Regions from separate parts of the Rattus norvegicus genome. Here region 2 is linked to region 1. The links are chromatin contacts, called in public Hi-C maps. All regions are on one chromosome and are shown on one strand. The core of a region is the stretch at or near the end of the contact, and the rest is flanking DNA. Distances in the headings are between cores, read along the strand shown. Region 1 has its middle 52 kb from the start of Foxp4. Region 2 holds the start of Foxp4 (forkhead box P4).

Region 1 (6,669 bases), core at 675-3,174:
CTCTGCAAGAGCAGCCCCCACCTTAACCTTAACATTTTCATCTTTGATACTGAACTAGCCACTCACTGTTTTGATACCATGGACTAACAAGCAAGTCCCTGGGACCTGCTTGTCTCTAGCCTGCCCTGGAGTTCTAGGTGTGTGTGTGTGCGCGCGCACACACACACACACACACACACACACACACACACACACACCATGCCCAGCTGTTGTGTGGGGATTTAAACTCAAATCTTCATACTTGTGCAGCAAGGACTTTACCCTCTGAGCCATCCCTCTAGTCCACAATTCAGGACACGAAGAACACCCCAGTTGTCTAAAATCAGGTAACTGGCATTCAAGGACTTTGCAATTTCCTCCCAGCAGCAGATGGGTATTTACCAGGTCTCAGCTGGAGTAACTGTTACTGGCATTTCTGTAGAGCTTTGCTTCTTCTTAAAAACAAACTTATATTTATTTCTATTATTATTATTATTATTATTATTATTATTAGTGTGTGTGTGTACATACATAGCAGTTATGTAGAGGTCAGAGAATAACTTTGTGAAGTGGGTGCTTTCTTTCCACATTAACTCTGATTCCTGGAATTGAACTCAGGTTATCAGGTTTGCCTGGCAAAGGTCTTCACCCCCTAACTCATCTCATCTGACCATTTTTTCATATATATATATATTCATATATATGTGAAACATCTATATGAAATATCTATCATTCATGTATGTATGTATGTATGTATGTATGTATGTATCTATCTATCTATCTATCTATCTATCTATCTATCTATCTATCTATCTATCTATCTCCAAATGTCCACACTCCCCAGCTGGCAGGATCTCCCTGGAGGCCAGCACCTAGGAGGACGTACTGAGGATGTAAAAACATAAAGAGTGGAGAGCAATAGGGAAGACACCGGCTTCCCCCTCTGGCCTCCATATATACCCATACCTGTGCACGGACGTATGTGTGCCACACACACATAAAAGTGACCCCTGGTTTTGTAGTTGAAGCTGAATTCAGTGAACACGGGAGTCCTCACTGGGACATTATGAGGGTCCAGCCAGCTGGTGCAAACAGAAACGCTGATCTCAGAACACCTACGAAGCAAGAAGTTTCTGTTTCTTTGTTTCTGTTTTTTTTTAACACTTTGTAGATTTGTTTTTGAAACAAAGTCTCAGTGTTAGACTGGCCTAAAATGTACTAAAGAAGGGTGACCTTGAACCCCTGATCCCTCCACTTCGCAAGGCAAGCGCAGGATTGAACCCAAAGAGCTTTCAGTAGGCTAGGCAAGCTCTCTACCGACTGTGCTATACTCCCGGGGCTCCAACAGTTTCTAAAGTTTAGTTTGTTGACTTCCGGTCTGTCTGTGCATCTTTTATCTTTACTAAAAATGTCAACCACGCTGGATAAGCATATGCGGGTCATGCTTACAGCTGTGCCCCAAGGCCTGACGCAATGTGTGTCCGATATTTATTCCACGAGTCAGTGAAAACTCAAAAGCCTGTCTGCAAGGGTTGGAAAGCTCGCTGACATCGTGAGAACCGCTCCTCAGTTTGGATTGTCCCCAAGGAGGACCCGGAGCTGTGCCAAGAGTCCTGTTGGGGGTCGAGAGAGTTAGCCTCTAGTTCTTTTTGCTGTCCAACTGTCTTGCTGTGTGCTTCCCCAGATCGTGGGAGATGAGTGAGCACAGGGCTTTCCCCGAAGATGCTGGTTTCCCGGGAGTTCCTGCCAGCTGGGGAGTGTAGGGATTTGGGGATAATTCAGCCACTTAATTAATGAAGAGGAAGGGGAAGAGAAAGGCAGGGGAGGGACGCAATCCCGGAAGAAAAAGTCACCCTGGCTGGCCAGCTGCCCCAGCCACTCCCTTCTCTGTATGCCCCGCCAGTTCCCGCCGCCGCCACTGACTTTCTGACTTCTTAACTTGTCAGCAAATCCCAGAGTTAAAAATGCACACGCACCCCGGCCAGCCGCCAGCAGGCCCGTCTGGCCGCGGCTCCAGATGTGGGGCCACCGCGCGGGCTGCCCGCCCCGCCGCGCAGACTAAACAATCGGCCTTGGCCGTGAGCGCAGCGCAATTCCAGATGCCGCGTCGCCCGCGCCGAGCGCTAATTGGGCCGCGGGCGCGAGGCTCTGTCAGCGCCAGCATGGCCCTGCCCGGGGCGGCCTTGGCACGACGCCGGCCCGCTGGGCTACCTAGGGCGGGGGCGGAGTGGGGAGACTGATCAAAATCGGGGGGGGGGTGTAGAGGGACAGAGACTTGGGTAGCAGACAGACACACACACACAGATACACACAGGCAGACAGACACACAGACACACAGGTAGACACACAGGCAGACAGACAGACATATAGTTAGGCAGACAAACACAGACACACACACACACCACACGCTGACCTCACAGTTTCGAAGATCAAGAACAGATTCAGGAAGGGTCAGAGACAGCCTCGGAAAGGTTTAGCTACTGAGACAGGGAGAACCTCCCTGCCTGGATGCAGAGACAAGGGAGGCAAATATAACAAGCAGAATGACCCACGATCCAAAGGGACACCAAGAGTGCAGATGGACAGCAATGTGGCGGGTGGCCAGCGGCGGACCTTAATAGGTGTCCATCCTTTTGTTCCATGGTCCCCTTTTCCCACATTTTTACTCTTTCTAATTTTCCCGGGCCCTGGGACTGTGTGCCAGCACGGTGACTTAGGCCTATTCTGGCTGGATGAAGGCAAGGCCCTGGTCCCCACCCGAAACTGAAATGTGGACATTTCACCCCCAAACACGAGCTGGGAAACACCTTAGACACTGTGCTGATGAGACTGCTCTGAGGCAGAGGGATGTCCCAAATGACTCCTAGCTCACTTCCACCAGGCAGCCACACAGTCGGGGCCCCTCCTTTCCTATGAGCTGGGAAGCGGGTATCCCACCAGGTCCTAAATTAGGGGATGACCTGCTGGTAGTGGCCCGGGGCAGGGAAGCCCACTGGGGACCACCCGTGGGAGCCGGGAACTGGCCGTCCCGCCCCCGCTGGCGGCCCTGGCAGCCCAGGGGGCGAGCGCCGAGGGCAGTGCGGCGGCTGGGGCGGCTCTCGGAGGCCCCTCTCTGACAATCTTTCCTTTGTTTGTTTTCTTAAATCTGGGAGGCCCGAATTCCTGCCGGATTCCGTAGGTTTCACTCAGGAAGGAGGCGCCCCCATCCCCCTCACGCCGGGCAGGGGCTGCGCCGGGGGAATGGCAGGTTCTTCCCGGAGGAAGGAGGCTCCCAGCCCCGCGGCCCGGGCAGACGGAATCCCGGGCGCCCTGCCCGCGCGTGCCACCACGCAGCCCCAACCGAGGGCCCGGAACATCGGGGCGGGGGGGAAGCAAGCCAAGATCGCTTAAACACACACACACACACACACACACACACACACACACACACACACACAGGAACGGTACTCCATCCCAGACTCATCCCACACCCTTCCACCCCCCCCCCCCCCGTCCCTCTCATATTTTGGTCTCCAAACTTGAGCCTCATTAATTTCCAAAAAAAATTTCCCCCAATAAAAGGCAAACATGGAAAGAAAAACAAACTATTAGAAAACAGAGGAGGGCGGAAATGTTATTTAAAAGGTTACCAGACCACATCATTTTCCAGTGATATTATATACTCCCAACAGTATCCAAAATATATATGGGATCTGGGCCAAGAATGAAAAAAAAAAAAAAACCATAAAAACCCCTCACTTAGACACAACATCTGGACCGGAGAGCGAACAAACCCTCCATTTATCACACTTAATCCTCCATAGAAGTAATCGACGGTTGACTTCTGTTTTGCTAATTTAGCTGCTTTCAAGCGCTCGCCCAGTCCAGACTGGGAATTCGGTGTCACTTGTGGAGGGCCCAGCCCTGCCCTGCTCCCGACCGTGTTAACTCCCTCCTTCGCAGAGGGGAGGGGAAAAGAAACCATTAAAGAACAACGTTTTATGAATTCTCTTCACTACCGCCCACTCAGGTCAATGAAATCCTTGCCTCTGCCCTGGATTTGTCCCTCAGCACCCTGACACCCACGTCCTTGCGGGCCACGCCCCTCTCCTGCGCAGGCTCGGTGGAGAGATGGAAGGCAGTCTGTCCCAAAAGCCACCATCCTGGTGAGCTTGTCCCTCTTCCAAGCGTTGCCAGCTACCTACCTGGGCAGTGCTTGCTGACCTGGCATCTGGACCCTTGGGCCAGCTGGGAGAGGGCAGAGCAGGGTTGTGTGCCTGGAGGGAGCCTCTGTTCCCTGGAAGTGAAAGAGAGACAGGAGATCTTGAGGTGGCTGGCTGCCCTGGGCCTTCAGCCGGGTATAGAGACAATGGGAACTTGTGAGAGTACCAGCCAGTGAGAGTGTATCATTTGGGGATTAGTCAGTGAATCCCTGGGACCCTGGCCCAGTCGGGCTGGTGCCAGAGGCAGGGCTGGCCTCCAGCACGGACCTCCTTCCTTTCTCGTAACCTTTCCTAAGGCCTCTTGGTTCTTTGCTGCTCTTCCTGGCCACCTCTCAGCCTCTACAAGGACTCTCGATTTTGGAGCTCAAGACAAAGCCTTTTGGTGGGACTTTTCTCAGCTGGTGGGAGCGTGGAGCGCTAAGAGTGGCTAGCTGAAGTTCTGTTTTCCAGCATCTGCTGAGAGGAGACAGAGACCGTGTGTTAACTCTAACTGCCCCCTTTCAATCTCTCTCTGAGTCCTGCCAGAGTCCTGGCAGAGCAAAGTCTTCACAGCTCTGCACGGCTGAGCAGACTCTGCCATGCACACTCAGAACACCAGGACCTTCTGGGCATGGTGGCTGGCGCCTTTAAGATTTAATTTTATCTTTAATTATTGGGGGTGGGGAGGGTGCTGTGCATTGTGCATGTGAGCAGCTCTTGATGCTTTCCAGAAGATTCCAGTTCAGTTCCCAGCACTCATCTTGGGGCCCCTGTAACGCCAAGGGATCTGACGCCCTCTTCTGGCCTCTGAGGGCACCTGCACCCATGTGCTCAGCCCCGTATGTTTTCACATAATTAAAAATAGATCTTTTTAAAAAGAGAGATAGAGGTCTGGAGAGACCGCTCAGCAGTTAAGAGTACTAACTGCTCTTCCAGAGGTCCTGAGTTCAATTCCCAGCAACTACAGGATCCGATGCCCTCTTTCTGGTGTCTGAAGACGGCTGCAGTGTATTTGTATACATAAAAGAAGTAATTCTTTAAAAAGAGAGAGAGAGAAGGATAGAGATAAGACTAGGTAAAATAGGAAGTCCATCAAGCCTTGCCTTGAAGTGACACAGGGTACAGGATTGTACATTACAATCCTGGGTCTTCCCTTGACTCCTGACTTGAGCAGGCATGAGAGATATGTCCTATTACTCCTATTAGCTCCTGTATGCCTAGAACAATGCTGCTCCCTACCCCCTCCCCCAAGCCTTTTTTTTTTTTTTACAGCCCAACAACAACAACAACAACAAAAAAAAAACCCTAAGAAATGTCTTTTGGCCCAAAGCCACCATTCTGTGACTTGCTGTGTGTCCTTGCCAAGATGGACTCCCCCTCTGGGCCTTGAACAGGATCCTGATAAGTTGGACAGACTCTCTTGCAGTTTCTGGGGGATGGACGCATCTGCCTTTGCCTTCCCCCACAAGTCCCTGCTGGAACCCTCACGTCTCCTTAAGACTTTCTATTCTCCCTAATTCATCTTTTGTGGCTTTTCTCTGGGAGGGTGCTTCTTTCTTCTCTTATATCTCCCTCTTTCTCACCGTCTTCAGCCACAGGTCCAGTGAGGGAGCGTGTGTGGACAGACAGCACACTGAACTTCCCACACGGCAGCTTGTCCATAAACACAGCCCGACCCCGGGGAAGCTGACCCTCTCCATCTGCTTTCTTACAGGGGGGTCTGTCTCCAAAGACCTTCCTGATGCCCTGACCTTTGACCTCTGACCTCTGGCCTCTGGGAGAGCGAGAGAATGGCATCCCAGCTGGATGGAGAGAGTGCCTTATATGGGTTTCCAGTCCCAGGAGAGCAGTGGGCTCTGCATTCTCACATTCCCCATTCCAGACTCAGGCAAAGCGACAAGAAGGGAAGCCCCCTTATAAGCCAGCTGGTACTCAGCCACTCAGCTCCTTCTCAATGCCATCTGCACTTCAGAAGCTTCCAGAAGCCCTTCCTAGAGATCTGGGTGCCTGGAGGTTGTCACTGTTAACCAGGGTGTCCTTTAAATCACTCAGCCATGTCTAGAGAACCTATTGGATATCTTGTTGGAGTAGAGAGTTTGGCACGGAAACAAAGGCTGGGTGGGGGTATCCTCAAGGAAGACACCCTCCCACATACACATAGATACCAAGCCCGGGGCTCCTGGACAGTGTGCTTGGCAATGCCTGTGCGTGGGCCTGCTTGGAGTGCTACCTGAGAGGAGGCCGGCCCCTAGGGGCAGGTAAACCGGATGCTGTGTGCTGTATGTGGTGGAGGGGGGAGGGGACTCGGGGCCAGAATAGGCCATTGTGCTCAGGTCTCACCTCTGAACTCCTAGATGCCAGGTTTCCCTACTCAACCTCCTCTCCAGCTGAACTGCGCAGATATCAAGACATATGGAAGGTGCACTCATAAACAAAGGCTGTGAGGAAGGTGACTGTCATCTGCACTCGGACCCCTTCTGCTCTGAAATAGACCACAACAGACTGAGGT
Region 2 (6,621 bases), core at 58-2,557, 51 kb before region 1:
CTTGGGCCCACTCTCTGTTACCTTATTCCCTTATTCCCGCAGGAGCTGTGTCCGAATGAGGAGGGTATCCACTAGATCAGTCCCCCACAGACCAGCTCCGGCGCACAAAAAAAAAAAAAAAAAAAAAAAAAATCACAGGGGCCATTACCAGTCTCTCACAAGTCCCCCAAGAAGTTTTCCGCTTTATCTCAGATCTGATTAAGGGATGCGAGGAAAGGGGGTTGACTAGTCTCGGCACTTCCGAAGTGTGACCTCCGCAAACCAAGGCGACGAGGTGTTTGAGATTGTTTCCCACCCCCCCAACACACACACTCGTCTTTCTGTTTGTCCTGGGGAGTCCCGGGCAGACTGGACTTGGGGGGGATCCCAGTTCACCACTTCCCTTCCCGGCTCAGGAAAGTCCGGGCCGGGAAGTATTCTTTGTCTCACTCCGGGAGGGGGGGTCGCGCCCCCTAACACCCCATTCCCAGCAGCGAGGCCAGGAGGGGGCGGAGCCCAGATTCTTGGGGCAGGGCGGGCCTCAGTGGCCTCTCCAAGCTGTCCCCCACTCCCGGCCGGCTTCCCGCTGCCCCCCAGCCCGGCTCCGCAGCCCCCACCTGTTCCCCAGACAGCTCCGATCCGCTAGGGGCCCGGGCCGGGGGCAGGGTCTCGCAACTCACCAGGGTCAGTGCGCCGCGGCCGGCCCAGCTGGAACAAAGTGCTCCGGCCCCGGGCCCGGCTCCTCCCGGCGCCCGACGCGCCTCGGGCGGGCAGTTTGCAAACACAAAGTGAGCCAGGGAACAGGCGAGAGAGTGAGCGAGCTGGGGAGTTGGACGAGTCGCTGGCCCAGCCCCCATCCGGGTCCCTGGGGTCCCTGAATCGGCCACCTACCTGTCCGGCCCGGCCGCTCAGTGCGGGCTCCGGCCCGTCAGCCAGCACGGGGCATGGGGCTCGCTCGGGTCGCAGCCCGGGCCCGCCGCCACTCGCCGGGGCTGCCCCTGCGCGCCGCGCCGCTCCGAAGCGATCTTTCTAGCGCCGATCGCCGCGCGCCTCAGCCCCTTGGGGGCATCGCACTTTGTAGGATGGCTTAGCTCTCTCCGGCTTCCGATCGCCCTTCCCCGGGCTCCGGCGACGCTCCTGAGCTCGCTCCGGCTCCGGGGCTCCGGGACCCCGGCGTCCCCGCCCCCGGCCCAGCCCTGGTTCCGGCCCGGGCTCCTCCCCGCCGCGCCGCGGCCGCCTGCGCCGCGCCCTGATCGCGTGCTGGGGGGCTCCGTCCCGGCAGCCGGTGGCACTGTCCGGTCCGCAGGGGCGACCGGCTCCGGACTCCGAGGGGCTGCGACTGAGCCCCGGCTGCGAGTGGCTGCGAGCGATCGGCGCGCGGGCGGGGCGCACCGGGCGGGGGACCGGAGGGGTGGAGGGAAGGAGGGAGCGCGCCGAGCGACGGGGAGGAGGGAGCGAACCAGCGAGCGGCGGAGGGAGGGGAGACTAACTTCTAGTGCTACCATAATTCGCCTAAAGCAGGTGCAGCCACTTTTCCCCCCCCTGCGAGACGGCCAGCGGCAAGCCGAAGAGGACCACGTGGACCAAACTTTGGGGAAGGAAAAAATGGGGACGTGGGGCTACAGATCTGCCAGAGTCGATAGGCCGTAGAGGTTCTCGGTGGACTGGGGACCCATCCGATGGGACGCTTTATTAACTCTGGCCTTTTCCAAGAGCCTGGAGGTACGGCCAAGTCCTGCTGGCACACGGTTCACTGGTTTCGGGCGGGCTGCGCCTGGCGCGGGGAGTGGTCAGGGGGCCCCCCGAGTCCGAAGCCGACGTCCAGCGCGGGCCCTGCCGCGCCTCCCTCTGACTCCCCACTGTGTGGGGGCTGGGGCTGGGGAGGCTCTTTCTGGGCTTTGTGAACAGTCTTTCTCCCAACCCGGCGCGCACGCGCTGCCGCCTCGGTCTGCAAAGGGGAATTTCCTATAAAGTGCTGTGAGAACCAATGGAGAAGGGGCTTCAGGCTGGATCCACGCGGGCCAAGCACAGAGCAAAATCGAGGCAATTATCTGAACAAATTAGATTGTAAACAAAACTCGCGTCCCTGAATACCACTTGTGCCCAAGGGGACTGGGAGGATGGGAGGTTGGGGTTGGGGACGCTGGTGTGTGTTTGGGTTGGGAGGGGGAAGTCCGGGCACGGAAAGGCCCACGTTCCGAGGGGGAGGGCTAAGTTGGGTAACAGGAGCCAGGCTCAGACTGGTGAAGAGCTGAAAAAAAAAATCCTCCCACTCTCTACCCCAAACATCTTCCCTTTGTGGGTGCGTGAAGGTGAAGGGCGCCTCAGGGACCCTCCGTGTTTGGCCCACTCGCCCCAGCGAAGCCAGGTACCCAGACCCCTGCTATGGGTTGAGCACAGGAAGGCAGTAACCCTTGGTTTCGGGCTACCTTGAGACAGGTGACCAAGGGCAGGCAGACCCCATGGAGGATGAACTGGTTAAGTGGGGAAAACATATTTTGGAGAAAACTTACAAAACAGACAAACAAACAAACACCATGGGCCTTTGAGATTACAGTTAGCTTAAGCGGTTTCCGCTCACCTATTTTGCCCCTTTGGGCGAGGCAGCCAGGAGTTGAAGGGTGGTAGTAGCAACCCAGGTCTGAAGCATCTGTTTGCCCAAGTGGACAGACACAGCAGATACACAGAGAACCCGCTAAAGTTTTGCAAGGTGTTAGGTTGAAGAGGGCTGCTATGCCATTGTTTAGATATTTGTGCTGTTAGAGAGGAAACCGGGCCTCATAAATGCTAAACGCATGCTCTCCCACTTAGCCACACCCACAGCCCAGCTCATTTATATTTGGACTTCACAGGGACCTTTCTAGTAGAAATGAGACTCAAATGACAGTAGGTGTAGTGGCCAGCTCTTGGGTGGTAAGGGCAGAAGGTTCAGCAGTTCAAGGTCCTCACCTACAGATGGGGTTCCAGGCCAGCTGGGGCTACAAGAGACCCTGTTTCAAAAATCCGGAAAAAGTGCTGGCCAGATTGCTCAGTGGGTAGAGACACCTCCGATGACTTCCCCAAGTTGGACCCTGGGACCCACATCTTGAAAGTGTTCTTCTGACTTCACACATATAAAATAAATTATTTTTATTTTTAAAATGTCTTTTTTAATCCAAAAACAAACAGTAAAAGTCAAGGATTTGATGATAACTAATGAATGAATGTCGCCTCGAATGAGGGTGAGGTATGCTGACTTTGAATCTTTTTGATTGTCCCATGGGGAAGATACTTCAGTAGCTCTGGTTTAGAGAGGAGGGCACTCACCATGTATAAGTTTACACAGGGAACTAGGGATACAGCAGTTTGTCTTGGACAGGGCGTCACGCTGGAGCTCTTTAACCTGAGGGTCTTTGTATTACCTTTTGAGGAGAAGTAGCTGGGTGGGCATCATGGTGTCCAGACGACTGCTGGTCTGGTGACCCTGCTCCACCTTTCCCTTCCTATCCTGTCTACAATAGAGGCTAAGGGTGAAATAGCAATGGGAAACTGAATAGGAAAGACAAGGTATTTCTGTGGAGGAGGTGTGGGCTGTTACAGAACTCTGCCCCCTTGCCTTGTGACAACAGCCCCTTCCTCACTCCCCCAGGGCATGCTGGGAAAATGACTTTTGTTTTTCTTTCGTTTCAGTTTACCCCTCTAACTTGGGCCCAGTCAGTCCCCTGTGGGACTGTGGGACTTGTGAGTCACAGTGGGAAGCCCAAGGGAGTCAGAAGACCCCATCTTGTCCTAATTGAGGCAATTCAGGGGAGAAAACAGACCTCTTGAAAGAAGGCAACAGAACAGACAATGTCTTAGTCACAGGAGCCAGTTCAGAGTCCTTTCTATCAGTGTCAGAGTTTGAAGGGTTCCTACAGGAGCTCTAAGTTCCCCGAGGGAATCACTGTGCCTCCTCCTATCCCAGCATGCAAGGCAAGTGCAGAAAAAGCCCAAGTGGTACCTGCAGGCCTGACTGGAAGACAGAGGCAAAGTTAGGACCATGAGGGCTGGAGTCAGGCAGTCTTAGGTTGAGTGGTATCCTGGTTATCTACAGATGTTTGACCTGGGCAGATTATAGGTCTCAGCCTCCTTCACTTCAGTCACAAAATCGTAAGGATGCCTTCTTTAGGGGGGATAGCATGAAGAAAGTTTGTACAAAACTTAGTGACCTGTGGCCAAAGCGTTTTCCTTAAACCCTTAACTTTTCTTTTGTGAGACCTGGTTTTCCTTTCCTTTTTTCCTCCCTTTCATTGTTTGTTCGTTTGTTTTTTGAGGCAGAGTTTCTCTGTATACTAGCTCTGGTTGTCCTGGATTTGATTTGTAGACTAGGTTAATCTCAAACTCACAGAGATCTGCTTGTCTCTGCCTCCTGAGTGCTGGGATTAAAGGCATGAGCCAACACACCTGCCTGGTGCCAGCCTCAGTTTTCTTAAGGTGACCTCAGAAGGACCAAATCATGAGAGCTGCCTGCCAGTTCGGAAATCCTGGAGTCTGCTAGGCCATCTGCAGCAGAAGGAATCTTCTCCCCATTCTTCAAGCAAAGATGGCTCCTAGAGGTTGAATAATTTGTTTCGGATTAGCGAAAGAGGTTGCCCAACAAGTGCTTGCTATCAAGTCTCCTTTGAGCGGGGAAACAGACTTTCCAGGGCATGAGTTGGCCAATCGAGCTGGCCAGCAGGAGGCCTGAAATCACTTTAGAGGCCATGATGGTGAGTATGAATTTAGAAACAGTGTATCTAATCCCACACTGCAAACACACCCAGATATTTTGTTTCAACTCATCTGGCTGCTAGGGAACTTATCTTTCTTTTTCTCCTCAAAAGTTTTCAATAATTTTATCTTTTTAGATTTATTTTTGTGTGTATAGGAGTGCTTCGCCTGCATCTGTATCTGTGCACCACATAAGTGCAGTGCTCAAGGGAGACAGAAGAGGGCGTCAGATCCATCCCCCTAAAAGTGGAGTTACAGATGGTTGGGAGCCTCCTTTTGTGTGCTGGGAACTGATCCCAGGTCCTCTGCAAGAGATGTTCCTAAAGCCTGAACCATTTCTCAAGTCTCTACTTGTTTCTGAAAGATTTTTAAAAAATATATACATGTGTGTGTGTGTGTGTGTGTGTGTGTGTGTGTGTGTGTGACACACAAGTGCCATTGGGTGCCTGAGAAAGACAGAAGAGGGTGTCAAATGCCCTGAAGCTGGAGTTACAGGTAGTTGTGACTCACCTGGTGTGGTCACTTAGAACCTAACTCTGATTCTCTGAAAGAGCATCATCTGCTCACGACTGTCACCTCTCTGGTTCCTCCTTTTCCCCAGCACACGGGAGGCTGAGGCAGAAGCATGCATCCAGTGTCCTGACAGCAAATTCAAAGCTAGCCTGCTATACACATGAATCTCTAAGACACGTTGGTCTCTGGATACCGTTCCACCGTATATGTGTCTGTTTCTTTCCCGCCTCCCTGTCACTGACAGACAGTTAGACTCTGGAGGTTTGCCCAGCATGGTCTCACTTCAGCTCCTTTCTTTTTGTGACCCCCATTTCCCTTGTGCAGAGTTGTTCCTCCTGTCTTTCCTCACCCCCGGGTCCCTCCTTCTCTGGAATTTTCTCCCCTCCCCATCTACCATTTGCTGTCTTTCAGAAAGATCTGTGCTGCTTGAGGTGGGGGAGGGATGCGAGGGCAGCTTTTTTTCTTCCCACAAAGGCCTCTGTTCCCCAAGATAAATGACAATTTAAACAAAGAAATATTTCATTAAGGGTTGATATCTTAATGAGCTGTGCCAGGATCCTTCCAGGCACTCTGTAGACTCCCCCTTACACTAAGAGGGGGCTCCAGCCCCTGCAGAAAGCTTATCAGTTTACCATATTGGCCCGAATAGAAGACCAGGCTGAGGGGCTAGGTCCCTGGCACGGTGGTGGAATTGAGGCCACGGATCTATGTGCCAGAGCCCTGGAAGAGGCTTGTAGCAGCCCTGAAAGTTACTTTAAAGAACACAGACACTTAGATTTGTGTCTGCGGTGGCGGTGGACACGGGGACTTTGGGCTGATTGGTGGGAAATCTCTCATTAAAGATCAGGAAATGAACACTAGCACAGCAAGCCGTGAGCATTTCCATTAATTAGAGAACAGCATCAATGGGTCACATGAGAGCTCCAGCACAGAGAGGTTTCTGTGTGGGGAAAGTGAGTGGGGCAGAGCAGGACCCAGGAGAGCAGCCCTGGTACCTAAGCTTTTCCTCTCTCTCAGTCCCGAGTGAGGCTGGTGAAGTTGAGAGGCAATCTCAGTATGCGTCTTTAGTTCCAACACTCAGGTGGCAGGGGCAGGCAGATCTCTGTGGTTTTGAGGCTAGCCTGGTCTATGTAGTGAGATTCAAGTGCATAGGGCTATGTAGGGACACCATGTTGGGGGGGGGGGAGAGAGAGAGAGAGAGAGAGAGAGAGAGAGAGAGAGAGAGAGAGAGAGAGAGAGAATAGCTCACTATTGCCTTTGCCCAGGCTGGCCCAGGGCCGGGATTATGACAGCCCTCTTTCCTCAGTGTTCCACCATACCATCTACCCACTGTGACGTAACCAGCCTTCCTGACTCTCACATCCTATCACATATAGCAGTGAAAATGGTAAACAAGGCCTC

What was found. Hi-C and Micro-C count contacts between places; a contact is called where the count stands out from the background.
Region 2: a contact with region 1 is called in a Hi-C map of mammary epithelial cells, with 2.5 times the contacts expected there. The contact joins the promoter of Foxp4 here to the enhancer-like site in region 1. A contact is called at or near these places in 4 of 12 Hi-C or Micro-C datasets (frontal cortex, kidney and mammary epithelial cells) and 1 of 1 datasets of contacts at active chromatin or transcription factors (oligodendrocytes).

What each region holds. Positions count from the first base shown.
Region 1 is chr9:20,500,981-20,507,649 of GRCr8, reverse strand. No RefSeq gene overlaps it. Among named protein-coding and RNA genes, the nearest start is that of Foxp4, 52 kb to the left of the region's middle. Within about 2 kb of position 1,924, at least 18 of the 93 cell types and tissues checked have an H3K27ac peak or open chromatin away from gene starts, as enhancers often do.
Region 2 is chr9:20,550,956-20,557,576 of GRCr8, reverse strand. It overlaps Foxp4 (forkhead box P4), which reads right to left and starts at 1,307. Exons shown (of 17, transcript NM_001389210.1): 1 at 871-1,307.